Regions from separate parts of the Macaca mulatta genome. Here region 2 is linked to region 1. Evidence: chromatin contacts called from public Hi-C data. All regions are on one chromosome and are shown on one strand. The core of a region is the stretch at or near the end of the contact, and the rest is flanking DNA. Distances in the headings are between cores, read along the strand shown.

The links. Hi-C and Micro-C count contacts between places; a contact is called where the count stands out from the background.
Region 2: a Hi-C map of liver shows a contact between it and region 1, with 2.3 times the contacts expected there. The contact joins the promoter of OTUD7A here to the promoter of CHRNA7 in region 1. A contact is called at or near these places in 3 of 14 Hi-C or Micro-C datasets (cortical neurons, fetal cortex germinal zone and liver).

The regions. Positions count from the first base shown.
Region 1 is chr7:7,172,567-7,179,169 of T2T-MMU8v2.0, reverse strand. It overlaps CHRNA7 (cholinergic receptor nicotinic alpha 7 subunit), which reads left to right and starts at 4,073. Exons shown (of 10, transcript NM_001032883.1): 1 at 4,073-4,230; 2 at 4,453-4,592. The coding sequence starts at 4,176.
Region 2 is chr7:7,331,115-7,337,540 of T2T-MMU8v2.0, reverse strand. It overlaps OTUD7A (OTU deubiquitinase 7A), which reads right to left and starts at 2,164. Exons shown (of 13, transcript XM_028850656.2): 1 at 1,996-2,164.

The sequences.
Region 1 (6,603 bases), core at 2,824-5,323:
TGAAATTAAGTCAAAGACAAGTGGATGAATTATGTGAGGCAACTAGATCACTCATACATTGTGCTGTGCTGGGAGAGTAATTAGAACAAATATTTTGAGAGATTGACAATATCTAAGAATAGTATATATCTAGAAAAAACTGTGCTGTTTTGGAAACAGAAAAGCACAATTTGAAGTAAACCATTGCTCAAAGAATAAATCACAAAGAAATTATAAAATATTTTGAACTGGAGGTTGTGAACATAGAACATATCAAAATTAGGTGGAGGCAACTAAAGTAGTGTTCAGATGGAAATTTGCATATTTAAATACTTACATTGTAAAAGAATCTAAAATCAGCAACCTCAGTTTACACTTCAAGAAGTTTGTAAAAAATGAGCAAATTAAACCCCAAATAAGTTGAAGATAATAAGAAACACAAGAATAGAAATCAATGAAATTTTAAAAAATAAAATTAAAAAAATTAAAGCAAAAAGTTGTACCATGAAAAGATTAGTAATATTGTTAAACCCTAGTAAGTGTAACCAAGAACAGGAGAAAACACAAATTCCTTGAAACAGTAATGAAGAGGAGGTATCACCACATGGCCTATACATATAAATAAGGTAATAAAGGCACATAATAAACAACTTTATGTCAATAAATGCAGTAACTTAAATGAAATAGACAAATTTGTAAAAAAAAAATACAATTTAGCAAGTTTTCCCCAAGAACAAATAGAAACTGAATTGTCCTACATATCTACCAAAAATTGGGTTAACATTAAGAAAATAATCTTTCCACAAAAACTCCAGTTTCACTAGTTTCATCAAACATTTAAGAAACAAATTATATCTTGAACAAACGATTTTAGAAAGTAGAGGAGGAGGAAGCATAAGATCTTCTACCAAAATTAGACGATAAAATTACAAGAAATGAAAATGATAGAGCAATATCCTTCATGGATATACATAGAAAATTCTTTTAAAGTCTACTAACAAATTAAATTCAGCAGTAATCAAATCCATGACCGAGTGAATTTGTGGTGTGATGTCTTTTGTCAATATTGAAAAGTTCTCAGAATTTACTCTTTGAATAGTGCTTTTGTCTTACATTCACTCTCCATTTAATGAAAGGATCTTTTATATCTGAAAGACCTGGGGAGGAGGGTAGCCACCCAGCAAAGTCATCTGAACTATTTGACTGTGGTGTGAGGGAGAAAGAAACTTTCACTGTGGTAAGCCAATGAGAATTGAGGGTTATCACTGCGACGGACATCACCCACGTTGATAAATAGCTTTACCATTTTAAATGTACAAATTTTATTCGTTTTTATTATTTTTATTTATTAATTTATTTAGAGACGGAGCTCGCTCTGTTGCCCTGGCTAGACTGCAATGGCGTGATCTCAGATCATCGCAACCTCTGCCTCCTGGATTCAAGCGATTCTTCTGCCTCAGCCTCCTGAGTAGCTGGGATTACAAGTGTCTGCCACTATGCCTGGTTAATATCTGTATTTTCAGTAGAGACGGGGTTTGGCCACATTGGCCAGGTTGGTCTCGAACTCCTGACCTCAGGTGATCCACCTGCCTCAGCCTCCCAAAGGGTTAAGATTACAGGCGTCAGCCACTGCACCTGGCCACAAATTTTATAGTTTATTTTTCAGTGTCCTATTATCTCAAATTGTGAGGCACACATTTTCCTGTTTACTCTGCCTATTCACTTTCCCTAATTGATGATGGCCTAGGATGATGTAGAGTTTGTTTCCTTGAATGGTTTATATTTTTTTATTTTGAACTTATTTTCATGAATATTGTGATTTGGGGGCATTCTTTGGAGTCCCATGTGTGTAAAGTTACTAAATCTTCCTCCAGAGGAATTCTTGAATTCTAAACCATATAATACACATTTGGACTCCACACCTAAGCCTAATGCACTTTTTTTTTTGGTTTTTGAATGTGTAATTATCTTTTTCCCCCTATCCGGAGCCCAGGCAGAAAACATGCTTCCTTCCACTTCCCTGGCTAATGGCTGGGGTTTCCTGGTCTTTTTTCACACTGGAAAGGAGATTACACCGATCTCTGGATTTATGTGAGTATCTCCGTTCCAGTTCTCCACCTCTCACAGGCCCCAAGCGCAAAGGCACCTTACCTCCTGAGAGTGTTAAAATTTCCCTCTTACCCATAGAAGCCGTATTTTTGGTGTGCCCAGGCATGTATTCATATCCTGCTGTTTTATTCGCTGTCTTCTTGCGTTGGGAACGGGAGTAAGGGCAGGACCTATATAGGCCCGTCAGCTCTATTCCGAGAATGTTCTGCGCTTTTCTTCATTTCACAAATGAAAAACCTGAGTCCCATAGATGGGAGTCAATACAGCCAAACTCACAGACCTACCTAATGGCTCAAGGGAGACTGAAGTTTACTTTCCAACTTCCAGCAGTCCTACATTGTAAGCTGAGCGAGTGGATTGCGCTTGTAGGTCCTCCAGGTGTCTAGCAGAGAACAGAGGACAAATAAATACTTGCGAATTGCTTGTCACACCTGAAAACGATTTCTAGGTTTCTGATATTATGGGGTGCAATGGAGGTAAGGAAGCAGTTCCGGTTTCAGGAAGGTGATCCTGATAGCCATACTCAAGAAAAAATAAACTCCCTTGGCCCCATGGGCTCATGCTCTTCTAGCAGGGAAGACAGGGCTCTTAGGTACTTTCAGCCCTTGTAGAAGAGTGTTACAGTCCCACCACCAGTGGAGGGGATGCGCCAGTGAGAATCTTTTAACTAATACTTCATGGGCTTTCTCTATTCTGCTTCTGGGTTTTATTTCCCTTCTTCTCATTCCCCCTTTACCAACAACTAATCTCTGTAGATAATTTCTTTGCCAAGTGCCTGCTTTGTGGTGTCCAGACTGCTAGAAGTGGTGGGGGGACTCAAGAGCCAGATGAGGCTAAGGGCACGCCTGTCTGCTCTCCAGGCACCCCTGGCGTCCCTTTCTCCCGGCACAACGACTGCTATCCTTTGAGGTGAATCCAGTTCAGCTGTCACCTCTTCCATGAATCCTCCTCCAGAAACAGCTGCGTGGCCCACGGGCGTTGTTCTGGTGAGCGCAGATGCACGGGGGCTGCGGGAAGGAAGGTGGTAGCGCCCCCTACGCGGACGCAGGGCGCTGCTGTGCTCAGCAGAAGGGAGCAAATGGGAGGGAGCTTCAGCCGCCCTGGAAGCCGCCCCTTGGCGCCTTCCTCCCTCCCTTCCTCTTTCCAAAATCACGCCTCCTCTTCAACATCAAGAACTCTCCGCACTCCCTGGACCTCTCAGAGCCTCTCCTTCTCATTAACTCTTCCCAGTGCGCTGGCTCAAAAGAGCCTAGATAAGAACACCAAGTTCTGGCTGTCCTTCCAGCAAAGAGTTAGGAGTTAACTTTTCAATCTTTCTAATCTCCTTTAAAAAAGAATGAGCCACACATTAGGGTAACCACTGGGAATCCCATCACACACATTGGCGGCATCTGTCCTCCCCGACAGGGTGCCTCCAGCACTTCAGATCCCAGCCGAGAGTCTGGCTGCTAGCGCCCAGCAAACGGTGCGGAAAGCAAACCCGGGCTCGCGGAAAGCGGGAGGAGGGGGCTTCCTCGGGTCTGTTTTGTCTGGTTGGCAAGACTTCCGAAGCCTGGTTCCCCAACGCTGTCACCCGGTCGCTGGCGTGGAGGAGGGAGTCCAGGAAGACTGGACCCCAGAATTGTCCCGGCTTTCTCCGGAGTGCCCGGCGCAGCTTCTGGCTGAGAGCGGGAGCCGGCTGAGTGAGGACAAAGAACGCAAGGGAGAGGCAAAGCCTGGCCTTGGGCAGCCCCTGGCCTGGCCGGAGGCGCGATTCCGAGAGCGCGCTCGGTGGAGACTGGGGGTGGAGGTGCCCGGAGCGTACCCAGCGCCGGGAGTACCTCCAGATAACACCCCGGGCTGCAGTTCCCTGGGTGGCCGCCTAGACGCCGGCCCTGGCTGGAGGGACAGGGGGCGGGGACGGGGCGGGGGCGGGGCTCGTCACGTGGAGAGGCGCGCGGGGGCGGGCGGGGCGGGGGCGCGCGCCCGGCTCCTTAAAGGCGCGCGAGCCGAGCAGAGCCGAGAGGCGGCTCTGTGGCCGCAGGCGCAGGCCCGGGCGACAGCCGATACGTGAGGCGCGCCGGCCCGCGGCAGCTCCGGGACTCAACATGCGCTGCTCGCAGGGAGGCGTCTGGCTGGCTCTGGCCGCGTCGCTCCTGCATGGTAAAGCCGCCGCCTCCCCGCCCTCCACTTCTCCGTGGGATCCCGGGCACATCCCGGGCGCCTCTGTGCGCCCCACGCCGCCGGCGAGGGGCAGCGGGGGCGCTGCGGGGGCTGCTTGTCTGGGCTGCACCGGGTGGGCGGCGGGGGCCGCGGGCAGGAGGGAGTCGGGAGTACACCCGCCGGCCTGCCCTGAGCCCCCTGCCCGGGTCTCCTCTCCTTAAGTGTCCCTGCAAGGCGAGTTCCAGAGGAAGCTTTACAAGGAGCTGGTCAAGAACTACAACCCCTTGGAGAGGCCCGTGGCCAATGACTCGCAACCGCTCACCGTCTACTTCTCCCTGAGCCTCCTGCAGATCATGGACGTGGTGAGTCCCGCCTGCCCACAGGGCTGCCCTCTCCCCTCCCTGGGCTCCGAGGGGCTTTTTAGAAAGCGTCGGGCGTCCAGGCGGTGGAGCTCGGCTGGGACACTCTAGCTGGCCCCAGGCGAGGCAGGGCCATGCTCTGACTCTGTCCCTAGCCTGCCCTCTCCTGAGTGTCTCAGTTCTCCGTCTCTCCTTCCGCCGAGGAGGAACCTGGTAAAGCTTGTTCCATCACTCCGGCCACCTGTACGTGGGTACTTGGGTCCCACCTTTCCCTCAGTTTAGAAACTCAAGCATCCTGAACTGGGACTCAGTAGCAAGAACAGGTGACATTCACTTTTTATTCTCCCTTATAGTATAAGTGTTGACATGCAGTCCAACATTGAGTGTCAGTTTAGCCACTTCTAGACTTTTGTGCCGCCTGTGATATGTAACTACTTTGGTGGGGGGCCTGCCCCTGAGCTTTGCAGCTGGCAAATCTGTCCAGGCAGAGGGCAAGAGGGCTAGCTGTGAACTTTCACTGTGACCCCATCTTAGGAATGGGCATGCTTTGCCTTCCTGGTGAGGACAGGTACCAGGAGTCCTGCTCCATGGACTCGGGGTTCCCCATCAGGAATACACGTGTCTGTCCCTCCAGGCAGCTGCCACCAGTTCCATGGGCCTCTTGCCTTGCAGCCTTGCTAGTGCCCACTTCAGTTGGCCATTCTGTGTAAACTTGCCTTTTGTTCCTCTATGCTGCTTTGGATATTCAATATTCATGGTATATTCTCCGTATAATACAAATGCTTCACACAAGTGTTTAATTCATTATAAATGTCTATACAGAATATCGGATTCTATTGTGGAGCACCCTGGAGTGGGGCAGGGTGGGGCACAGGGATAATGATGTTCATTGGGAGGGACAGCATGATAGGAAAGAGGTGAGACAATAGCCACAATTCTTGGTTAAAAAACAAATAGTGCTAAGAGTCACCTGGCAAAGTGGAAAAAGATAAGAGGTGATACTTCATAATCCTACAAATAAACGGTTACCCGCACTAGCATGTTGATGAATGGTATATCATTTAACCTAGTTAAAATTGCTGTGATACATTGCCTCCTTTCCAACACTACACTCGCCTCAAATGTGTTCTTCCTCCTGCAGACAGAATCATGCTTTAAAATATTGAATGTATATGTGATGAAGCGGAAGAGTTATGAGAGAAGAGCTGTAGGGGAAGACACGTTCAGTCTTATGAGTTGCAGAGCAGTAAAAGTTGCTGTTTACAGAGCAGCTCCTCAGTTACTTTAAAGAGCTCAAGATTTGTACTTGGGGTGTTTGGTGGGTTCTGGCTCTGTTGGTTTCTGAATGGCTGCTGTTAGGTAAGTTTCTTAAGCATCTTGAGCCTTGGCTTTCTGGCTAATAAAATGGACACTGTAGTACCTCATCAGTCATTGTGATCAACTAAAGAATATGGAAACAACTTGAAGAGACTTTAAAGCTGGATATGTGATTATGGTCATTTTCATGCAGAAACCACATGAAAAGACCAGGCAGCAGAGCTAACACACCCCGCAAGTGGTGTGTGACAGGGTGACAAAGGGACAGTGGCCCCTTCTTCCCCCATTTGCCCAGGGTCAACTCCAGCCAGGCTGCCTCACTGTTTGTGTCTGCTCCACAGCTGTCTCCCTTGGAGTGGGTGTCCCTGTATTGCCTGGATGGGGGTGATGGTGCAGTAGCCCCTCAGTAGAGGAGTAGGAGGAAGTCAGTAGAACAGGCTCCTGAGGTTGCAAAGGCTGCGGCAGCCTCTTTTGGAGAAGAGACTACTCACAGAGAAGCTGCAGGCTTTTTTTCTGGGAACTTCTGCTTCTTTAAGAGACACTTAAGAAACCAACTTATTATGAGGAGCTCTGAGTCTTAGGAGAAGTTTAGGCATAGGTTAGTGTTACACTACGTGAACATTTAAAATAGAACATTTAAAATAACTTTTGTCACGTTAGAAAATTACAAAAATAGCAAATTGGCACTTTGTGTCAA
Region 2 (6,426 bases), core at 915-3,414, 160 kb before region 1:
CAACTCAAGAGTTGAGCTCTAAAGCAACTACACACAGCGGGAACGGTATCATCCAAAAGCAGCTCATTTGGAGCCAGTTTCTCATCTCACTGAGGCACACCATTGGGAATAAATGCGGCACCATCAGGAGGTCAGAGGCCAAGAATTACACACGCTTGCTCAGAGAAAGGCGTCCCCTCTCCTTCTCCACCAATCCTGGGGGCCTCAGGAGTTACTTTCTAAGGGAACACCTGCCACCTATGATCCAGGCCCAGGTGAGACCTGCATGTGGCAATACTTTGTAAAGCGGTGATTTCCACCCATTATCACCTTGAACACTAAAGGCCTAAGTAACCACTGTTCTCCCATTCTTTTCACACCAATACAGGGTTCAAAAGATCGAAGTTCTAACCAGGTTCCAACTTTTGCGTGGCATATGCTATTAAATTCCTTACAGACCCAATACAATCACAGTAATAATTTAAGGCATACTTATTTTAGCCAATTGGGAGTTGTCATTAATTATTAAATATGAAAATGTCAATACGTTTGTCCCTTATTGGATATCCTTTCGATATGATAGGCTTAAGTAGATACTCAGATTGTCTTGGGAACTTGCTTAGTTTTGTTCCCATAAGAATTGGTACTAATGGCACACGCACAATAAAATAACGAAGTGTTGATCCCAGTTAGCGGGGCATGTTTATCCAGACCTGAGAGTGCCATTCAGATCTACCTCTGTTCTTCTGAACGTTCTTTGGCTCTTGAAGAGGCCTTTGAAGGTGGTGGGACACACAGCTGCTTAGAGGACCCTAGTGAACCTGCCTCCCCGCCTTTGCCCAGGGCAGGCTTCTCCCGGGCACACCCTGGAGGAGGAGGATGGTGAAGAAGGACACCTGCAGATTTTCCTGAAGCAATTAAGACCTGTAAAGATTTAGGTCCCGCTGTCAACCTTTTCCTGGACACATTATCTGCCCCATAATATTTTTAAAAATTGTTCCTCTTACAGCCCACTTCCATTTACCAAGCTATCACCCGGCGGTAACCATGTGCATGTCATACATGACTTTCCCCTGGATCCTTGTGCTGTGGATGAAGGGATTCCCTGATCCGGGTCTCACAAGTTTCCCTTCAGCTACTCTTAAATCTATTCATTCTCCAGTCAATAGACAGAAATAAAAGTCATTTGCACTTGTGTGAGGTAGCTGAGTTTACAGAGCAGAGGCAAATCCATTTTATTACAGACATTCTGAAAGGGCTGCAATAGCTTCACCGGGCGGGAGGAGGGTACACTTGAGCGGTTGTGTCCAATGAAGGAAAGTTTTAGTTAATGATGACATCACTGACATCTCCCAAATTTAAAGGAGCACTTAAAGCACCGCAGATGCAATTTTTTCCCCTCCAGTGAGGAGATATTAGGGAAGGCCTCTGGGTTCACAGCCAAATTGCATTAATGGTTTGCCTGCTGTCCAGCGAGACCCAGCAGAGCGAGCGGGACGGCGGTGCGCGGGGCCGCGGGGGCCCACGCAGCCACAGCTCCGGTGCCCGGCGAGCGGCCTCGCGCGCTGCTCGGGCCCGGGCCTTGACCGGCCGTCTGTCAGAGCCGCGGGACCCCCGACGCGCGCACGGACCGAGGGGCCGGTCGCCCCACGCCTGGCATCACGTTCCAGTGCGGACAGCCAAAGGGCTGAGCGGAGACAGCAGCCCCGACCCAGCCGGAGCGCCGCGCCCTGCCCGAGAGAGGCGCGCCACGCCGGGCCGGAGCCCGTGGCCCCGGAGCCCGCGGGGTCCAGAGCGGAGCCCGCAATGCAGACGCGCCGGCGAGCCCAGCCGGGGCCCGCGCCCCCCGCGTCCCCGTGCCCCGGCCCCGCGGTGGCCCGGCCTCAACGCCCACCTGCCTTGCCACGGAGCTCGGGAAGGAGCCGGTGCCGGCCCCGCGCCGGGACAGCGCACCTGCCTGGTCCGCGGGCCCGGCCCCGCCGCCCGCCGGCAGCACCGCGGCCAGCGCCGTCTTACCTGCCGCGCCGAGCCGCTCCGCTCCGCCAGCCCGCAGCGCCGCAGTCGCTGCTACCCGACTTCCATTTTCTCTCGCTTTAAAGGAAAACCAGATCAGCTGTTTTGCTCGCGCTCGGGCTCCGCAGCCCCCTCCCCAGCTGCCGCTCGCGGTCCCGGTGGCCTCTCCTCCTCCGCCTCCTCCCGCGCTCCGCTCCGCCCCTCGCGCCCCTCCGCTCCGCCCGCGGCCGCGCGCAGCGCCCGCCTCCCGGCTCCGCCTGCAGCCTCCCGGCGCGCGCCCTCCCCCGACGTCACCGGTCGCGTTCACGCCCCGCCCCAGCCCCGCGTGAACGTGCGCGCGCCGCGCCCTGTGCCCCGCCCCCGCACCGCCGGGGCCGGGCACGGAGAGCGCGTGCTCGCGGCCGCGAGCCCCGGGAGGACGCACAGCGCCCTCGCGCCCGCGCCCGCGCGCCCGTTCTGGCTCTCCCACGCTTGCCCCTCGGGGTGGCCCCTTCTGCGCTCTCCGCCTGGACTGCAGGAAACGCTGCTTAAATAGCCTGCCTTTTCCTGCTGCCTGACTCGAGCCATCTGCGGCCACCTATCTCGTTTCTTCCCCCTGGCTGGCGCACCGTTCCTTCCTAAACATCCCAAACTTTCTCCCACCCAGGCTGTCCAGGCTGCAGTTTCCACGCCCTGCGCTGGGGCCTGTGCATCACGCCTAATCCAAAGCTGGTCCTTTTACCTCCCAAAGAGGTTCTCTGACCTTTTCCCATTTTTTGCCTTCCTCTAAAGACTTTTTCACGCCACCCCTTCAGATGTTGCCCCTCCCTGATGCCAAGACCTGCTCGCTGCCTGGGCCCTTCTCACGTCACCCTCTAGATGTAGCCGCGCCTTCTTATCCCAAACAGGACGTTATATTGCAGATGACCCATACCATCCTGGTGTACTTCTAAACAATCAATCATTATTTTACTTTTAGTTTAGGACTTCTTGCTTCACTTTAAACATTGTATATGTTTAATAGTGTTTGATAATTTATTTCACTTTTAAAATTAATATTCAGTAAATTGGTTTTTTGATATGTAATCCTGTAATCTTAAAACCTTGTTTGGATTCATGTAACCACTAGCACAATAAAGAACTCTATAGTTCTGTCCTTTTATAACCACGCCCCCCCATCCCTAACTTTTGGTAACCCCCGATAGGTTCTCCATTGCTAAGGTTTTGTCTTTGTGAATGTGTCGTATACATGGAATTATGCAATATGTAACATTTTGAAATTGACTTTATTCCCTCATCATTATGCCTTGGAGATTCATCCATTTTACTGTGTATAGTCCTTTTTATTGTTGAGGAAAGTCTCATTATTTGTACCACATTTTGTTTATCTAGTCACCCACTGGAGAATATTTGGGTGGTTTCCAGTTTTTGGCGACTGTGAATAAACATTCTATAAACATTTGCATGCAGCGTTTTGTTTGGACAAAAGTTTTTAAATTAGTTGGCTAAATATCTAGGAGTGCAATTGCTAGATCTTATGGTAAATTTGTTTAACTTTATAAGAACCAAACAGTTTTCTAGAGTGGCTGTAGCATTTTTATAACCATCAGCAAATATGAATCCCTTTCCTTAATCATCGCCAGCACTTGATATTGGCTATCTCTATCTATCTATCTATCTATCTATCTATCTATCTATCTACCTACCTATCATCTATAATTTTAGACATTCTAGTAGGCATATAGTGCTATATCATTGTTAATTTTCAATTTTCTAATGAAAAATTGTGTGGAGCAACTTTTCGTATGCATCTGTATATCTTCGTTGGTGAGATGTTTGTTCACGTCTTTTGTCCTCATTAAAAAAAAATAGGTTGTTTTCGTATGGTTGAGTTTTAAGAGTCCTTTGTGTATTTTGGATAGAAGTACTTGATCTGATACGTGTTTTGCAAATATTTCTGCCAGTGGAAGCGTGTCTTTTCATTGTCTTAACAGTCCTGTCCTGAATTTAGGGGAAGTACCCAGTTTCTTACCACTAAATACGATGTTAGCAGTAGGATATTTTTAGTTCTTTATCAAGATTAGGCAGTTCTCTCTATTCCTAGTTTGCAGAGTTTTTATCATGAATGGATGTTGGATTTTGTCAAACTCTTTTTCTGCATCTATTGATATGGTCATGTGATTTTATTTTCTTTCGCTTGTTGATATGATGGGTTACATTGATTGATTTTCAATTGATTTTCAAGGAACTAGCCTTGCATACTTGGGTCAAATTCTACTTGGGCATGGTGTATAATTGTTTGTATACACCGTTGTATTCAATATGCTAATATTTTGTTGATGGCTTTTGCATCTATGTTCATGAGAAATATTTGGTTATAATTTTCTTTTTTGTAATGTCTTTATTTTATTTTGGTATGCAGGTAATGCTGGTCTCATAAAATGAGTTAAGAAGTAATATTTACTTGTATTTTCTGTAAGAAATTGTAAAGAACTTATATCATTTCTTCCATAAATGTTTGGTAAAATTCCCTGGTGAAACCATCGAATCTGGTGATTTTTTTGAAACTTTATTAATTATTGATTCTTTGTCTTCGTAGATACAGAGCTGCTAGGTGATCTATTTGCTTTTGTGTAAAATGTAGTTGTATCATTCAAGGAATTGGTCCTTTTAATCTAAAGATTCAAAAAATATTTATCTAAATACTTTATCTAAATATTGTGGGTGTAAAGTTGTTCATCATAAACCTTTATTATTCTTTTAATATCTATGAAATTAGTAGAGATGACACCTCTTATTTTTTGATATTGGCAAACTATGTCCAATGTCTTTTTTTCTTGGTTAACCTGCATAGGTTTATTAATTTTAATCATCTTTTCAGTGTTTTCTTTGTTGTATTGATTTTTTTCTATTGTTTTCTATTTTCAATTTCATTATCTAATTTTTATTATTCCTCTTTGTTCTGCTTGTTTTAGGTTAAAATTGCACTTCTTTCTCTGTTATCCAAGGTGACAAGTTAGGTTGTTGATTTTAGATTTTTCTTCTTTTCAAATGTATGCATTTACTGCTATAAATGTCCCTGCTTTTACTGCATCCCACAAATTTAGAAAAGTTGTATTTTAATTTTTATTTAGATCAATGTTTTTAGTTATTCTTGAGATTCCTCTTTGACCCAAATGTTATTTAAAATGTGTTGTTTAGTTTCCAATGATTTGGGACTTTCCAGCTATCATTCTGTTCTTGATTTCTATGTTACTTCCATTGTGGTATGAAGACATGCTTTGTATAATTTCTATTTTCTTTAATTTGATTAGAGCAGAATGTGGCCAATGTTGGTGATTATTCCATACCAACTTGAGAAGAATGTGTATTGTGCTATTGCTAGATCTACAAATATCAATTAAATAAAGTTCATAATGTTGTTTAGGTCAATTATATCCTTCCTGATTTTTTGCCTATGTGATCTTATCAATCATGGATAGAGAAATGTTGAAGTATCGTATGATAGTGGATTGGACCATTTTTTCTTTCAGGTTTATCATTTTTTCCTCACATATTTTGACATTTTATTGTTAGGCACATGCATATTTAGGGTTATTATGTATCCTTGGATAATTAGCCCCTTTATGATTATGAGTTTCTTACTTACCCCTCCCCCTACATCTCTGATAATTTTCCTGTTGCTCAAGTCCCATTCATCTGAAACTAATGTAGCTACTGGAGTTTTCTTTTGATCGGGGTTAACGGGGTATGTCTTTCTCCATCCATTTACTTTTCACCAAACAGATACTTTGTATTTAATATCAACAAGATATAGTGGGGTCTTGTTTTGTTATCGAGTCTAGCAATCTCTGTCTTTTAATTGGTGTGTTTAGACCATTCACATTTAACATAATTGTTGATCTGTTTGCATTAATATAAATCATATTTGTAACTGTTTCCTATTAGTTGCCAGTGGTGGCTTTTTCTGCCTTCTCTGATTTTAATTGGGCATTTTGTATGGTTCCATTTTATCTTCTCTTAAAGAGTATCAATTATACTTTTTAAATAACTTTTTAGTGGCCATTCTAGGGTTTCTTTTTTCTTTGCTTTGCTTTTTTTTTTTTTTTTTTAAAGACAAAGTCTGGTTGTATTGCCTAGGCTGGAGTGCAGTGGTGCCATCTCGGCTTACTTCAACCTCTGCCTTCTGGGCTCAAGCCATCCTCCCATCTCAGCTCCCTGAGCAGCTGGGACTACAGTTGTTTACCACGTCCAGCTAATTTTTGCAATTTTTGTAGAGACAGGATTTCACCATGTTGCCCAGGCTGGTCTCAAACTCGTTACCTCAAGCAATCTGCCTGTCTTGGCCTCCCAAAGTGCTGGGATTACAGGTCTGAGCCATTGTGCCCAGCCTAGAGTTTCTAACATAGATTTTCTTGTTTTACTAATGTGTGTCTACCTTCAAATCATGGTATT